2 separate regions of the Oryctolagus cuniculus genome follow, and region 2 is linked to region 1. Evidence: chromatin contacts called from public Micro-C data. All regions are on one chromosome and are shown on one strand. Each heading gives the region's core, a stretch centred on a gene start, on an enhancer-like site or on the middle of the called end of the contact. The rest is flanking DNA. Distances are from core to core; before and after follow the strand shown. Region 1 overlaps SSBP2 (single stranded DNA binding protein 2). Region 2 overlaps ATG10 (autophagy related 10).

Region 1 (7,330 bases), core at 3,176-5,675:
ACCCTGTGGCAGGTGCTCTGCTGGAGAAGAGGGAAATGAGGCACTAGGAAGAGACGAGTTTAGCCATCCTATCTGTCCATGTTCCTGCAGGCTGCAGAGCATCAAGACTTGGCTGTACCAAATCTTCTAGAGTTGGAATATATCACTTGTGATTTTGTAGTATCCGTGTCTTAAATCTGACCGTTTTCTAACTCAATCCAATATAGATTATGAAATGTATTCTTAATACATACTTACCTTTATAACTTTTTTTGAGAAAACTAAGAATGCTAAGAGTTAATAACTGGAGTTGTAAGGCATTACAGGAATAACGCTGTATGGTTAATTCATTACATCTGGTATTTATAAGCTTATTTGTCACTTTAGTTTTATATATTTAAAATCCTTTGCAGTCATTTGTTAGGCAATCCATTTGTCATTGCAGGACAGACCTATGTACTTATAAAAATGGAAAAATAAAATTATAAGTAATTTACCAGAGTTCACCCAGTGAATTAAACAGTCTTAACTAGAGCCTTGGACACGTTCTAGTCTTTGAGACAAGCTTATTTGCTCAGCTAGTCTGTGCTGATGTTAAGTGTTCTAGAATAATCAGAGATCTCCTCAGAGTTGACATTCTGTCTCGGGGACTCACCATGTCAGATAACGAAAGCGAACAGTAAGTATTTGCTGTGTCATTGCTTCCTTCTCAGCGCACTGTGGGTAAAAACGCTTCGTCGTCACAGCACCCCTCAGGGTAACGTGCACATCACACCCTTCTCGCTGTGCGGTGGAAGCCGGTACAGAAGTAGTTTGCCCAGAGCCAGAAAGTGGCAGGGCTGGGTTCAAATCAAGGCAATCTGGACTTTGACCATGAAATTTGCCTTTTAGAATTCATAGCTGATTATTATTCATGCTGTGTCTTCAGCTCATTTTACTTTTCCCACACACTTTTAATTCTCTTGCCAGAGATGGGTGGAATCAGGGAGTTAATCAACAGCGTTCATTTGAGAGTTAGTAGAAGCTGTCTACAGGCACTTTTTAAAGAAGTAGGTTGGGAGGAAACCAAATTCTTTTATCCTATAGATAGGTCAAGGTATCTGAACTCATGGTTTTTTAAAAACTGATTGATTGATTTGAAAAGTAGAGTTACAGAGAGAGTGGGAGACAGAGATGAAGAGAGAGATCATTCATCCACTGGTTTACTCTGCAAAGACTACAACAGCCAGGCTTGGTCTCCCACATTTGTGCAGGGACCCGAGTACTTGGGCCACCTTTTGCTGCTTTCCCAGGTGCATTAGTAGGGAGTAGATTGGAAGTGGGGCAGCCAAGACTCAAATCGGCATTCATATGGGATATCCCGCCAGTGTTGCAGGTGGCGGCTTATGCTACGCTACACCACCAGCCCCTAAACCCTACCTTTTCATCTCCACATGTTGTAGGGTGAACCTTCTCTCCTTCCATGTCTGCTGTCTCAACATCTTGGTAAGAATAGTTGAAACAGTTAATGGTGATAAATATTTGAGTTCTGCTGGATGCCTAGCACTGTGGTAGATATCTAAAAACAAGCTGATATACTAGGTACCTTTTTGAAGTTCACCGTTTAGCTGGTAAGATGCTATTTCAAAGCAAGTAACCATAATACAGCAAGATATGCGACAGGGTGAAATGTGAAGTTCTGAGATGACCCAGAAGAGAGCTGCTGAGTCTGCCTGGTTTGGAGAAGCTGTCCAGCAAGGCAGGCGAAAGCAGGGCCATCAGGAAAGTGGGAATGGTATACACAGAAGCAAAGCGGCAGCCAAGTGACCTCTGCACAGGTGTTGAGAGTACAGCGTCCGAAGGTGGAGGGCAGGGCAGGCTGGAGTACTGAACATGAAGCGGGAAGATACTCCATATCAGTGAGTGGAGGAAGCTCTTAAAGCAAATCCGAAGGCCGCCACACCCAGTGCTGGGGAAGGCAAAGTCGGGATATTATTGAAATAGTAAGTGAAATCCTAGTTGTCATCTAGAGATGAATTAGGGCGGTGGCAAAGGAGGTGAGGAGGTAGGGAGAGGATTCTAGGAAGAGGGGAAACAGCCTACGTAGCTAAAGGGATGGGGTGGGGCAGTTGGTGATGAGCTGGAGAGGGACCTTAGGGGGATTTGTAGGTTAGTCAAGAGTTAGAACTTGATCTTGAGGGCAGTATCAGCTGTTGAAGGGTTTAAGTAGGAGAGAGACATGTTCATATTTTCTTTTTTTACACATTTATTTATTTGAAAGAGTTACAGAGAGAGGAGGGGAGAGAGAGAGAGAGAGAGCTCTTCCATCCGCTGGCTTATTCCCCAAATGGCAGCAATGACCAGGGCTGGGCCAGGCAGAAGCCAGGAGCCAGGAGTTTCTTCCAGATCTCCCACATGGGTGCAGGGCCCCAAGCACTTGCTCTGTTGCTTTCCCAGGCTATTAGCTGAGAGCTGGATTGGAAGAGGAGCAGCTGGGACTCCAGCCGGCACCCATATGAATGCCAGTGCCACAGCACAGGCCCCATATTTGCATTTTTTAGAAAAAAGACCCTCAGGGCCGTTGCTGTGGCTCACTTGATTAATCCTCCACCTGTGGCGCCGACATCCCATATGGGCACCGGGTTCTAGTCCTGGTTGCTTCTCTTCCAGTCCAGCTCTCTGCTGTGGCCCGGGGGTGCAGTGGAGGATGGCCCAAGTGCTTGGGCCCTGCACCCGCATGGGAGACCAGGAGAAGCACCTGGCTCCTGGCTTCGGATCGGCGCAGCACCAGCCATAGCAGCCATTTAGGGAGTGCACCAATGGAAGGAAGATCTTTCTCTCTGTCTGTCTCTCACTGTCCAACTCTATCTGTCAAATAAATAAAAAAAAAAAAGAAAAGAAAAAAGACCCTCACACTAGCTGCAGTGCGCAGTCAGGGCTGCAGAAGGACAGGCCTCGAAGTAGGGAGACCGTTGGTGGTGGCTACAGTAGTGCAGGGAGAGGTAATGAGGTAATGACAGTGGCAGTGGGTGTAGAGTGATGTGAACAGATTGTGGAGAGAGAAACAAATGGGCAAGGCGTGAATAAAAGAATTCAAGGATAATATCCTGATTTCTGTTCTAATCTGGGCAGATGGAAGTATCATTTTCTGAGCTAGAGACTGCAAAATTGGGGCTGTGAGGCTCTGTGCAACCCCCACTTAAAGGTGTCTGTTAGGCTGCTGGACCTGCACATGTGCAGCCGAAGGTGGTGACCTAGACTAGAGCTGAAAATTGCAAGGGCATCATCACATCATCGTTACATCTAAATTACCCAGGGGGAAATGCAGCCTGAGCAGGTAAGAGGGTGAACCCCAGAACCACAAGTCACTGACATTTAAAAGATGAACAGGGGCTGGCGCTGTGGTATAATGGGTATACCTGTTATATACAGGGTATATATAGGTGGTATAACCTGCAGTGTCAGCATACCATACAGGCGCCGGTTCAAGTCCTGGCTGCTCCACTTCCAATCCAGCTCCCTACTATCGCCTGAGAAAGCAGTAGAAGGTGGCCTAAGTCCTTGGGTGCCTGCACCTACATGGGAAAGCTAGAAGAAGCTCCTAGCTCCTGACTTCAGATCCGCTCAGCTCCAGCCATTGTGGCCATCTGGGGAGTGAACCAGAGGATGGAAGACCTCTCTCTCTGCCTCTGCCTCTCTGTAACTCTACCTTTCAAAGAACTAAATAAATCTTAAAAAAAAAAAAAAAAAAAAAAAAAGGACAGAGACTGGATGCAGGGGTGTCAGCAGATTGGCTGTTGCTTGGTCAAGGTCAGATCTCTAGGTTAGAAAGGAAGAAAGTTCACAGTGGTGTGTGAGAAGCCGTGTGGAATCCACCAGACTGGTGGCAGAAGACAAGGAGCAGAACAATCAAGGTCGGGCTGAGGTTCCTACTTTGGGTCTCTGGAAACTTTGGTGTCTTTACACACATCAGGAGAGACCGGAGGTTTGAAAAGGTTTGGAATATGTTTAAGCCTTGCCATGTCCTTTTTACACAAGCAGACTATTTTATCTCATCCCAAATACCTTTTCCTGCCGTTCACCATTTAGGTATGTCCAGCTTCTCTAAAAATGCTTCTTGGAAATACTGAAACACTCAAACTGTAAAACTTAAAAAACGAACTATGATAATATTGTCTTCCCCTTGGTGATGTAGTGATGGATGGCTTCCTGCATTTCAGCCTGGGCTTCCTGCAGTGGCTGGACAGTCCATCCGTGTGGTTCTGGCATAAAGCATGTTAACAGAGAGTAGCTGTCTGCCAGGAGAACAGCAGCTTCCAATCCAGTTCAAAGAGACATTGGCTTCCAGGAGTAATGCAGATCCGGGGAATGGTGGTGCTGTCCTGTGTCAGCGTTCGTACACTGTAGCACCAAGGTCAGGCACAGTCCTGATGGTTAGTCCAGGGCCAGGCAAGGGAGACTGAGAGTCCCTGGGGAGGGGCTGCCTGGGACTTGTGCGAGTGAGCAGATTCCCAGGCTGGCCGGGATGGAGAGGCCACTGGGGGATGAGACCTCAGCAGTTCCCCCAGCCTCGGCTTCAGGACAGCCAGTAACTGCTGCAGGGCGGTGGCCTCCTGTTGCCCTTGACCTTTGGGGAGGGTGTGAGCATGTGTTTATGTTCTGCGTGAGGAAAGGCAAGGCTCCTTAGGAGAAGCTGGGATGGGGCCAAGCCAGAAAAGGATTGAGCCTGTCAGATTAAATGAGCAGATAAAAGCAAAGAATTTATAGATGGCCCTTCGAGAATGAGCTGCTCTAGTTCTGAACTCTGCATACTCTGGGCTCTCACTGCAAAAGATGGTGCAGGAGCTCCCCTAAAGGGGCACACACGCCCCTCTTGTTCCCAGTACCCTGCCCAGCAGCCCCTGTTTTCCACTGTAACGGAAGAATATTTCCCATACCCTGGACTTCAGTGCATTACAAACTCTGAGCTTGTAAATTCCTAACAGTTGTGTTTCAATAGCAATTAACTGGAACTCTAAGGTAAACACTTGTGATTAATATTTTATATGTGGCACCAGTTCACTCTGGAAGGCCATCTTTAGTGTCTATTTGTGGCATTGTTCCTACTTAAACGTTGATGGTTTTATTGAGATGAAAGAGCTTCAGTAGCTGTAGGAGACCGATTAAGTCCAAACCAGTCGTCTAGTTGGACATGCAAAAGAAAGTATCGGTTTAGTGAAAGTAAACCATTTAAATATGACTCAGCCATGGCTTTATCTAAAGGAGTGGTGTGTGTGAGGGACTCCATGCCTGCTCAGAGAAGAGCGGCCCCTGCCACGCGCCTGGTGGGGGACTCAGAGCCGCTCGGTTAAGCCGGGACTCTGGCTGCTTGGGATGGGTGCAGGGAACACAGCGAAGTGCTCATGGGTCTGGCCAGTGTCAGGCCGCTCCAGCAGAACAGAATGCGGGGAGTACGATGCTTGAAGGCACCGTGGTGTGGCAGTGCAGGTTGGCTGGTACTGTGTCATGATGTGAGAGTGTGCGTTGGTTGGAAGACCCCAAAAGTGAATCTGTACCCTAAATCTCCTGTCGCTCACCCAGAGCTGTACACAGAAGTTTCACTTTTTAGGCTAAGAAATTGAAAGTTTTTTTTTTTTTTAAGATATTATTAATTTATTTGAGAGGTAGAGTTACAAATAGAGGGAGAGACAGAGAGCAAGATCTTCCAACTGCTAGTTCACTCCCCAAACGGCCACAATGATCAGAGCTGGGCCGATCAGAGACAGAGACAAGGAGCCAGGAGCTTCTTCCAGGTCTCCCATGCAGGTGCAGAGGCCCAAGCATTTGGGCCATCTTCTACTGCTTTCCCAGGCCATAGCAGAGAGCTGGACTGGAAGAGGAGCAGCCGGGACACACACTGGCGTCCATTTGGGATGCTGGCACCGCAGGCGGAAGCTTATCGTACTGCACCACAGCGCTGACCCTGGAAGATTCTTTTTTTTTTTTTTTTTTTTTTTTTTTTTTTTTTTTTTTTTTTTTTTTTTGACAGGCAGAGTGGACAGTGAGAGAGAGAGACAGAGAGAAAGGTCTTCCTTTGCCGTTGGTTCACCCTCCAATGGCCGCCGCGGCCGGCGCGCTGCGGCCGGCGCACCGCGCTGATCTGATGGCAGGAGCCAGGAGCCAGGTGCTTTTCCTGGTCTCCCATGGGGTGCAGGGCCCAAGCACCTGGGCCATCCTCCACTGCACTCCCTGGCCACAGCAGAGAGCTGGACTGGAAGAGGGGCAACCGGGACTAGAACCCGGTGTGCCGGCGCCGCTAGGCGGAGGATTAGCCTAGTGAGCCGCGGCGCCGGCCTGGAAGATTCTTTTTAAAGATTAATTTTCTTTTATTTTGAAGCCAGGAGATTCATCTGAGTTTCCCACATGAGTGAAGGGGCCCAAGCACCTGGGGCCATCTGGTGCTGGTTTCCCAGGTGCATTGGCAAGGAGGTGGATTGGAAGTGGAGCTGTTGGCTCTTGAACTGGCGCCTATATGGGATGTTGTACTGCAGGCAGCGGCTTAGCTGCTGTGCCACAAGGCCAGCCCCAGAGATCTGAGTTGTATATTGAAAGCATCAGGCTGCTGTTGATTTGTTCTCGTAGTGTTCATACATGGGCAGAGGCCTTTGGTTCCAACAATTGTATTGAAAGAAACAGCAGTAGTCCTTAGACCAATTAGTTTCTTCCCACTTGCATATAGCAATCAAAATTCTTTAGTGATGTACACTAAACAAAGGAAAATTCTTAGGAATTGACTATTCCTTGCAGGACATCGATGCAGTGGGCACTTCCTGGGTTCTGAAGGGATGAAAGTGCTTCATTTTTTCCCCTCCTTTCTACCGCTAGAAAGCTGTTTTTTTGGTAAGAAAATTAGGCCTTATCACTGAGTAAACACATTAACATCTTTTAAATAAAAGCACAAAGCAATCTCTTAATAGATACTAATTTAACAATCTGAAACCACGCCTAATGCGGCATGCACTTGTAAATAGCGAATTGTAAACTCTGCGTAGACTTCCGTTCCTGTTCGCCGTGTGTTTTGTTAGGATTTTTGCCTTGATGCACTCAGTCTGGTCACTGGTGTAAACTGGTGACATGTTGATGTTGGGCTGAGATGTTAAGGCTTCGACATGCATAAGATCATAAAAACATATTGGAGACAAAGTCTACAAAGCAGTTTAGTTTCAGACCAGGGTGGTCATCTGTGTCTCAGAATCCCAAACTCTGGGACAGCAGAAAATACCGGTGCATCAGGTTTCCAAGCGGCATTAGGTTTGCAGACAGAATGGCAGCATTGAAATGGTAACACTGTCCCACCATCTAGTGGTGGCCTCTGGGCATGGCCACCGGCTCT
Region 2 (6,633 bases), core at 3,917-6,416, 600 kb before region 1:
TTGTAGTTCCTTATTATGACTTTGGCTAGACTTAATATTGTTTACAAAGATGTAACTATATGAACCATCTTAAAGAGCCTTTAAATCAAAAAACATTCTAAATTATTTAATTTCTTTCTATTTTCTGCTCATTGGAATAATTATTTGGAATCATTTTTGTCTCATTTTTTTTTTTTTTGACAGGCAGAGTTAGACAGTGAGAGAGAGACAGAGAGAAAGGTCTTCCTTCTGTTGGTTCACCCCCCAAGTGGCTACTATGGCTGGCACACTGCGCTGATCCGATGGCAGGAGCCAGGTGCTTCTCCCGGTCTCCCATGGGGTGCAGGGTCCAAGTACTTGGGCCATCCTCCACTGCACTCCTGGGCCACAGCAGAGAGCTGGACTGGAAGAGGAGCAACTGGGACAGAATCCATTGCCCCAACTGGGACTAGAACCCGGGGTGCTGACACCACAGGCGAAGGATTAGCCAAGTGAGCCGCAGCGCCGGCCTGCCCCAGTCTTTAAGTACTTCTCTAACTCCCTAATTTTTTTTCCCTGCTCAACAGGCTACGTTAACTTCTGCTGTCATGCAATGGCAACTTTCCCCTGAAAATACACACTACGTTCTCTTCAGCTTGATTTCTCTAAGAGGTTAACATTTTTAAATTTTAGCAATGCTAACAACAAGCACAAGAGTCAATTTCCTTTTCCTCAAATTTCATTCCCACCCTTCATTTATTCTTGTTTCACTCGGTCGTAATTGCTAAGAAATTCCCTCCTCTGGCCTCATTCACTTCAGCTCTCTCGCTCTCTATTTATATTCTCCAACAGCTCCCCACTCCTCACCCCTTCCACAGTTTACCTCGTTTTCAACCACTTCTTCCACAACTCAGCCCAGGGAGACCCTCCTCCAGATCGGAATCATTGTTCCCAGATGCGAGTATGTGGAGCGCTCTCAAGCCCCCACGGCCTGGCACTCACCCTGCACCCCCCTACAAGCCTCTCCCCATCCTCTGTAGACACGTCAGGCTGCACCCATGCCTTGCACGTGGTTGGACAGAGCTAGGCGTTCTCTGTTCTCGTTCCTCGTGCTGTACTGCCGCTCCTCAACACACTCCCCAGCATTCCCACCTCACTCTTCCCTCAGCCTGGTCTCCACCTTGCTTTCGCTCCTGCTGCCTGGGAAGGGATTCTTCCTTGGCTACTGCCTTCCCTGATCTCCATGAGCATCCTAAAATACCTGGGTGATGTTTTCAATTCTACACTCCTATCTCCCGGGCCAGTAATAGAACGGGTCTCCGGAAGGGATAGACACTTAGTTGTGGAATGGAAGAGATGTTTCCTTCCCTATTCAAAGCAGCCCTTCTAACTAATTAAAGAACTATGTCAAAACAGTTCCCAAGAAGAACCCATATGTCAGCCAAAGAATTAAATATTTTGAAAATGAGAAGAACTACTCAGTCCATTTCTCAATAGAGACTGAGAACAAAAGAAATGACAAGACACAGGAGAGAAATCAGAATTCAAGCTGAAACGATTACAGAAACCTGTGGTTATAGTAAAGGGGAAAATATTTAAGCTTGGAGCTCTGATGAAGTCAAAAGCCATGATGTAGATGCCCACGATTTCTACCACATTTCTCACATTTGCCATCAGCTTTTGATGAAAGCCAAACTCCCAGAAGGGAACTGGGACAGGAAAAGGTCAGGAAACTTTAAGGGAGATGGGGAATGGTAGAAAGAAGGCTTTGGCATGAAACAAGTTAATTCTTCAATCTAGCAGGCTTACAAAACACTGGGCAAAATCAAAAACAATGGAACAGCGTGCACCTGAAGCTACCAGTGCATTGTGGGAACAGACTCCGTCGGCTACAGTGCTCTCTGAATGCAGGTGATTCATTTCCGTTTGGTAGAAGCAGCACAACTGCCTCTTGCCCATCCCTGGGTGGCAAATGGTGTTGACTGTGGCCCACTACCTCTCCCAAACCTACAATGACAAGAGTAGTGCGGGAAAAACAGAACGTGGAGAACTTAATTCTTCTCCTAAATCCGTGTCCCCCCCCGGTGGGAGCTGAGCTCCCATAGCTCACACGGTAGAAATGAGAGGCCTGCGGCAGAATGCTGTTTCACCTTGGCTGTCTGCTCAAGGGTCAGGCACACACGGTGTGCACAGAAGCACAACAGCTGCCAGCTCGTGTGGATGCCCACTTTGGAGTCCCCAGAATGTTCCCTTCTCCTCAGCCCACTGTGTTTGTAGTCTGAGCAGTAAGAGACTGGAGAGAGATCTACAGACGGTCCTGGGTCTCCCAGAGACCAGAGGGCTGCAGTTGGATTCCCTCACCCTGCTTCAGCCTTTGGGTGACATTCAGCAACAGCCAGAAGTCCCTCCCCACTGATTCACTCAACCAATACTTGCTGACACTCTGCCACAGTTGAAACTGGGGGTGTCAATATGAGGAAGACAAATCAGCCAGACACACACACGTTCTCTAAGCATCACACATGCACGAGACCACCAGTCAGGTTTCTCGCTGTGGGCACGCAGTATTAATGTCCTCTACTCCTTTCTGGTCTCAAAGCACTACTGTCCAGCTCACCATCTGACAAAGCACAAGAAAAGAATTCTCTTATGGTACGACTTGTGATATAATGGACTACATCATGTGAAATAATAGACCATATGATGTGATGGGATACACAACCCTACACGGGAGCGACAAGAGTGGGTATGCTGTCAGCGGAGTCTCGGCAGGAGCTGGCCTGGTGGACAATGGACCACAAAGAGGAATAAGAGGAAATCACAGTCTAATGGATTTGCATTTCGAAAAACAGAATACAGATTTTCTGAAACCTCAACTCATTAATAAGAGAAAGGATCATGTTAATTTAAATGGGAATTACCCACTACTTGCTTTGCTTTGCTTATTTAAAAAAAATAAGCAGGTACAGGAAGAAAAAATTGGGGACAAAGCAAAGAAATTAATTTCTATGAACCATCAAATGCAAGAGAAATTCTAAATATCTGCCAAAAACAAGGCTAAGTGAACTATTTTTGAAGCAACAAAAAAAGACCCTTGGGCGAGAAATTTTGCAGTCATCTTCTTTTTAGGTCGGTACTCTCTTAAAATGAGACAAAGAAAAATCTGGACCTGGAATAAGAGAAAGACGCTAGGAATCCACTCAGCACCCTGACAGATGTGTGGGACCAAAAGATGAGCACCAGGGAAAGTGGACGTCAGAGGGGGAGGACGGAGGGGATAAATGTAAAACCACGACTCCAGAATAAAGGGCGGTGCATCTGCCCAGCACCCACGAGTTTAGGTTAGGTAGAAGAGAAGTAAGAAATCATCAGACACGACAAAGGAAATGAACCATTTTTCATGTTTCTCTACAAGAAAACATTCAGTATACTTCGCAAAAATTAAATTTGATATCTCAATGTACCTGAATAAGCAGTAAATGGATTTAAAAATTCCTAATGCCCATCATTCTCTACAACACAGAGCTGGGGGGATAGGATAAGGCATGCTTCCACATGAAATAAATGACTTGCTTCGGCTTTCTTTTATTAGACATCAGTGGAGGGCATCCTACACGTCTGTAAACAGATTCCAAGAGCGCCTGTTGTGTGTGTCCACTGGAAGGAATGGAAAGTCGTCATGAAGAAAGGCTCTTCTGCAGGGCACGCGTGTCATTCACGCCACTGGACTGGAGGGAACGGTTGCCGTGTTGACCTGAGAGGGGCGCTGTTGGCACACGAGAGCCCAGCACACGCATGAGCTCATCCGCCAGCCTCAGCAAGCCCCGCTTCCAGCCAGAAGCAGTCGTGTTGCAGCACCTCCGAGTCCACGACGCTGACAAGCTCAACAACTTGTTTTGTCTCTGGGAGCTCTTCTCTGGTGATTAACTGCTTCTGGTGAATACTAATTGTAGGAAGTGCAGTGTGGAGGAAGTCGTCTCCTGGCGTCTCTACCTGCAGCCTCGACTCTTCTTTGGATGGAGGAGGTACTAGGTGGAGCCACTGCAAACCAGAACCCAGCAAGACCACTCTCCTCCCACAGGGGAAGGAATTATCTCCTCCTTTTGAGTAGGGCGCAGCTTTCTGACAAGAAACCCCCTTTAATCTCTGGGTTCCGCTCCAAACAGAAGCACGAGAAAGTGGGTGTTGTAAAGCCTTCTAATAGTCACAGAGACAAATCTGCAACAGGAGTCTGTGAATTAGGGACCGATCAGTGTCCTCAATTCCCCACATTGTCAGTTCTTAGGAACTGCACCTCAGATTAAAATCTTCTCACTAGGGAGTCTATGAGAATTTGTTCTTGTGTTTTAGATTCTAAGTGCTTGTTAAACCACCAGTGCTGCAAAATTAGAGACCATTAAACAATATAAGGCAGCAAGTGATTAAATCTACCAAACACACATTGGAAGCAGCTTAAGCTACTTTTTAATTAAAAATAAAATATCATTGGCTAAACTCAGATGTCTTAGAAAAAGTTAGAAGGCTGTTCCAAATGCAGAGTGCTGCTGAGAAAGCCACAGGGGCCAGGGGGTGGGCTGGCCAGGGGGCTCCGCCTGGCCACCATGCCGAGCCCAGCGTGCCTCGGGGTTGACCCAGTTCAGGCAGTGGACAGTGTGTGGGAGGGCGAGGACGCTGGGCGGCTGCTGATGAAATGAGCAGCATGGGCCATGGCCTCCAAGGAGACAGGGCGTTCCAGCTTCCTGGCAGGGGGATGAGCTGAGGAACCGCACGGCACGAAGCTGAGGCGGCCGCAATGTATAGGTGGCCAGGGGAGACGTTAGCGCTATTTTTACACATTGCTTAAGCTCCCTGATAAACATTTCTTGAAATAATTATTAGCTTTTGGGGAAGGAAGCGTGGGGGCTCCTGAGTTAATGGGGTCACTGGAGATTGAAGGGACTTCTTACTGGTAAGTCTGAAGCAAATACCCAGTGCAGCTTTAAGTTGTCTCTACTTGTCTCAGTGTGGAGGGGCGAAAGGGCTTGGGGGCCCAGTTGGCTGCAGGCAGTAGGCCAGGGCTCACGGGCAGACTGCAGCCTGGGGGACACTGCTCACGCTCAGTCTTGATCCCCTTGACGCAGCACAAGAAAATTTACTGGGAAAAGCCTTCCCTCACCCACAGTTTCCGTATTCTAACTCACTTTCTCTCTCTCTCTCGAGAATATTTTTCCAAATATGCATTCTGCCTTCTGTGTCGATGTGATGAACTGACTGAGCTTTCAGACGCGGTCTTACCTAAAAAGCTCGCCCTGAAGTACAGCACAGGCACTTGGAAGCTACAGGAATATAAGACGTGATACTCGTATCGTATCACCGGCGACACTGCTGGCACCTCGGCAGCTTCGGCATCGTCCAAGGCCAGCTCCGCAGCTTCCTGGAAAAAAGCAAAATCAAAATGGTTTTTTTTTTTTTTCAGCCAAAAATGTACTAACTCAGAGATGGGAAAATTATATTTTCTTCTTGCAAAGTAACAGTTAAATAAATACTGGGCTATGAGGTAAGGAAAAGGGAGTTTCCCATATTAATGTTTAACATTTGAGTCTTGGGTAAATACTAAAACCAGAAAACATTAGCATTAAGTAATTCCAGATTGTTTTTGAGAAGACAAAGCAGCTCTGGCCAGAGAAACAGGAAGGGGGAAGAAAAGCAAAAAGATCTATTGCAACAGCAACTCTGAAAAATCTTTACTGTACAATTTTAGCAACAAGATGATGGCTGTGCATGCTACCTCCTCCCCTACCTGGGAAAGCTAAAAACATCCTAACAGTTGAACAAGAGCCTGTGAAACGTCCCTAAAGATTCTATTGTACTTGCCAAGAGATGATTCATTGTGTGCGGAACAATTCCCACTTCCATTTTGAATAAGAAAGCCATTCTGCAAAAGGTTGAGTTTGTTAGGTTATTTCAAACCCGGAGAAGCTTCTGTTTTCTCTGGTACATTTCCACAATAAATTCTGAGTTATTGCAAAAGTAGATGGCAAATATCAACGTCAAGTTAAACAGGGTTTTATAAGCAGAGATGGTGATAGTCCCATCACTTCTCACCTAATCCTTCTTCATGGTTGACTTTTCTGTGTGTGGGGAGGGCTGCTCATGCCTGCAGCTCAGTGTTCAGAGCACTTGGACACACTGAGTCACAGTCTGGTTCCATCCACATTCACGAATTTATATGCATTGAACAATTTCCTTTGGCATCGAATTAGCAGAAGGAATTAAGCAGGTTGGTTTGGTTCATTTCTACCTCAAAACAGTAATGATGACAGCAAAGAATCAAGAAGAACACTGGAAAAACTTCCAACTTCCTCCATAAGAAGCAAGGCTTCCAATGGAAATAAGCTAAGACCCAGATCCACATCTCTGTCTGTACTGATTCCCCACTCACAGCCAGTCCTCTGGGGAGATAGTTCAGTGGACCAATCATGACTGCAAATATTAACCAAAATACTGTCACTCAGCCCCAGTAAGGACTATCAATTAAACACAATGAATTAAATAACCAGGAAGAAGTCACTGGAATAAATATTCCAGATACAGAAAATCGATAAGACAGAAAGAAAGACTTTCTCTGTTTTTCAATAGATATGAGTCCATATATTGTTAAGCAGCTCTTTTAACTGAATCTTTCCTTTTAGTCAA

Evidence for each region. Hi-C and Micro-C count contacts between places; a contact is called where the count stands out from the background.
Region 2: a Micro-C map of ear pinna shows a contact between it and region 1, with 10 times the contacts expected there. The contact joins two enhancer-like sites. A contact is called at or near these places in 4 of 6 Hi-C or Micro-C datasets (ear pinna, psoas muscle, skin fibroblasts and 1 more).

The regions. Positions count from the first base shown.
Region 1 is chr14:4,813,801-4,821,130 of mOryCun1.1, reverse strand. The region is part of intron 5 of SSBP2 (single stranded DNA binding protein 2); the gene reads left to right. Among named protein-coding and RNA genes, the nearest start is that of ACOT12, 97 kb to the right of the region's middle. Within about 2 kb of position 4,425, at least 1 of the 8 cell types and tissues checked has an H3K27ac peak or open chromatin away from gene starts, as enhancers often do.
Region 2 is chr14:5,411,989-5,418,621 of mOryCun1.1, reverse strand. ATG10 (autophagy related 10) reads right to left here. Exons shown (of 7, transcript XM_070056382.1): 3 at 5,233-5,371. Among named protein-coding and RNA genes, the nearest start is that of RPS23, 120 kb to the left of the region's middle. Within about 2 kb of position 5,166, at least 3 of the 8 cell types and tissues checked have an H3K27ac peak or open chromatin away from gene starts, as enhancers often do.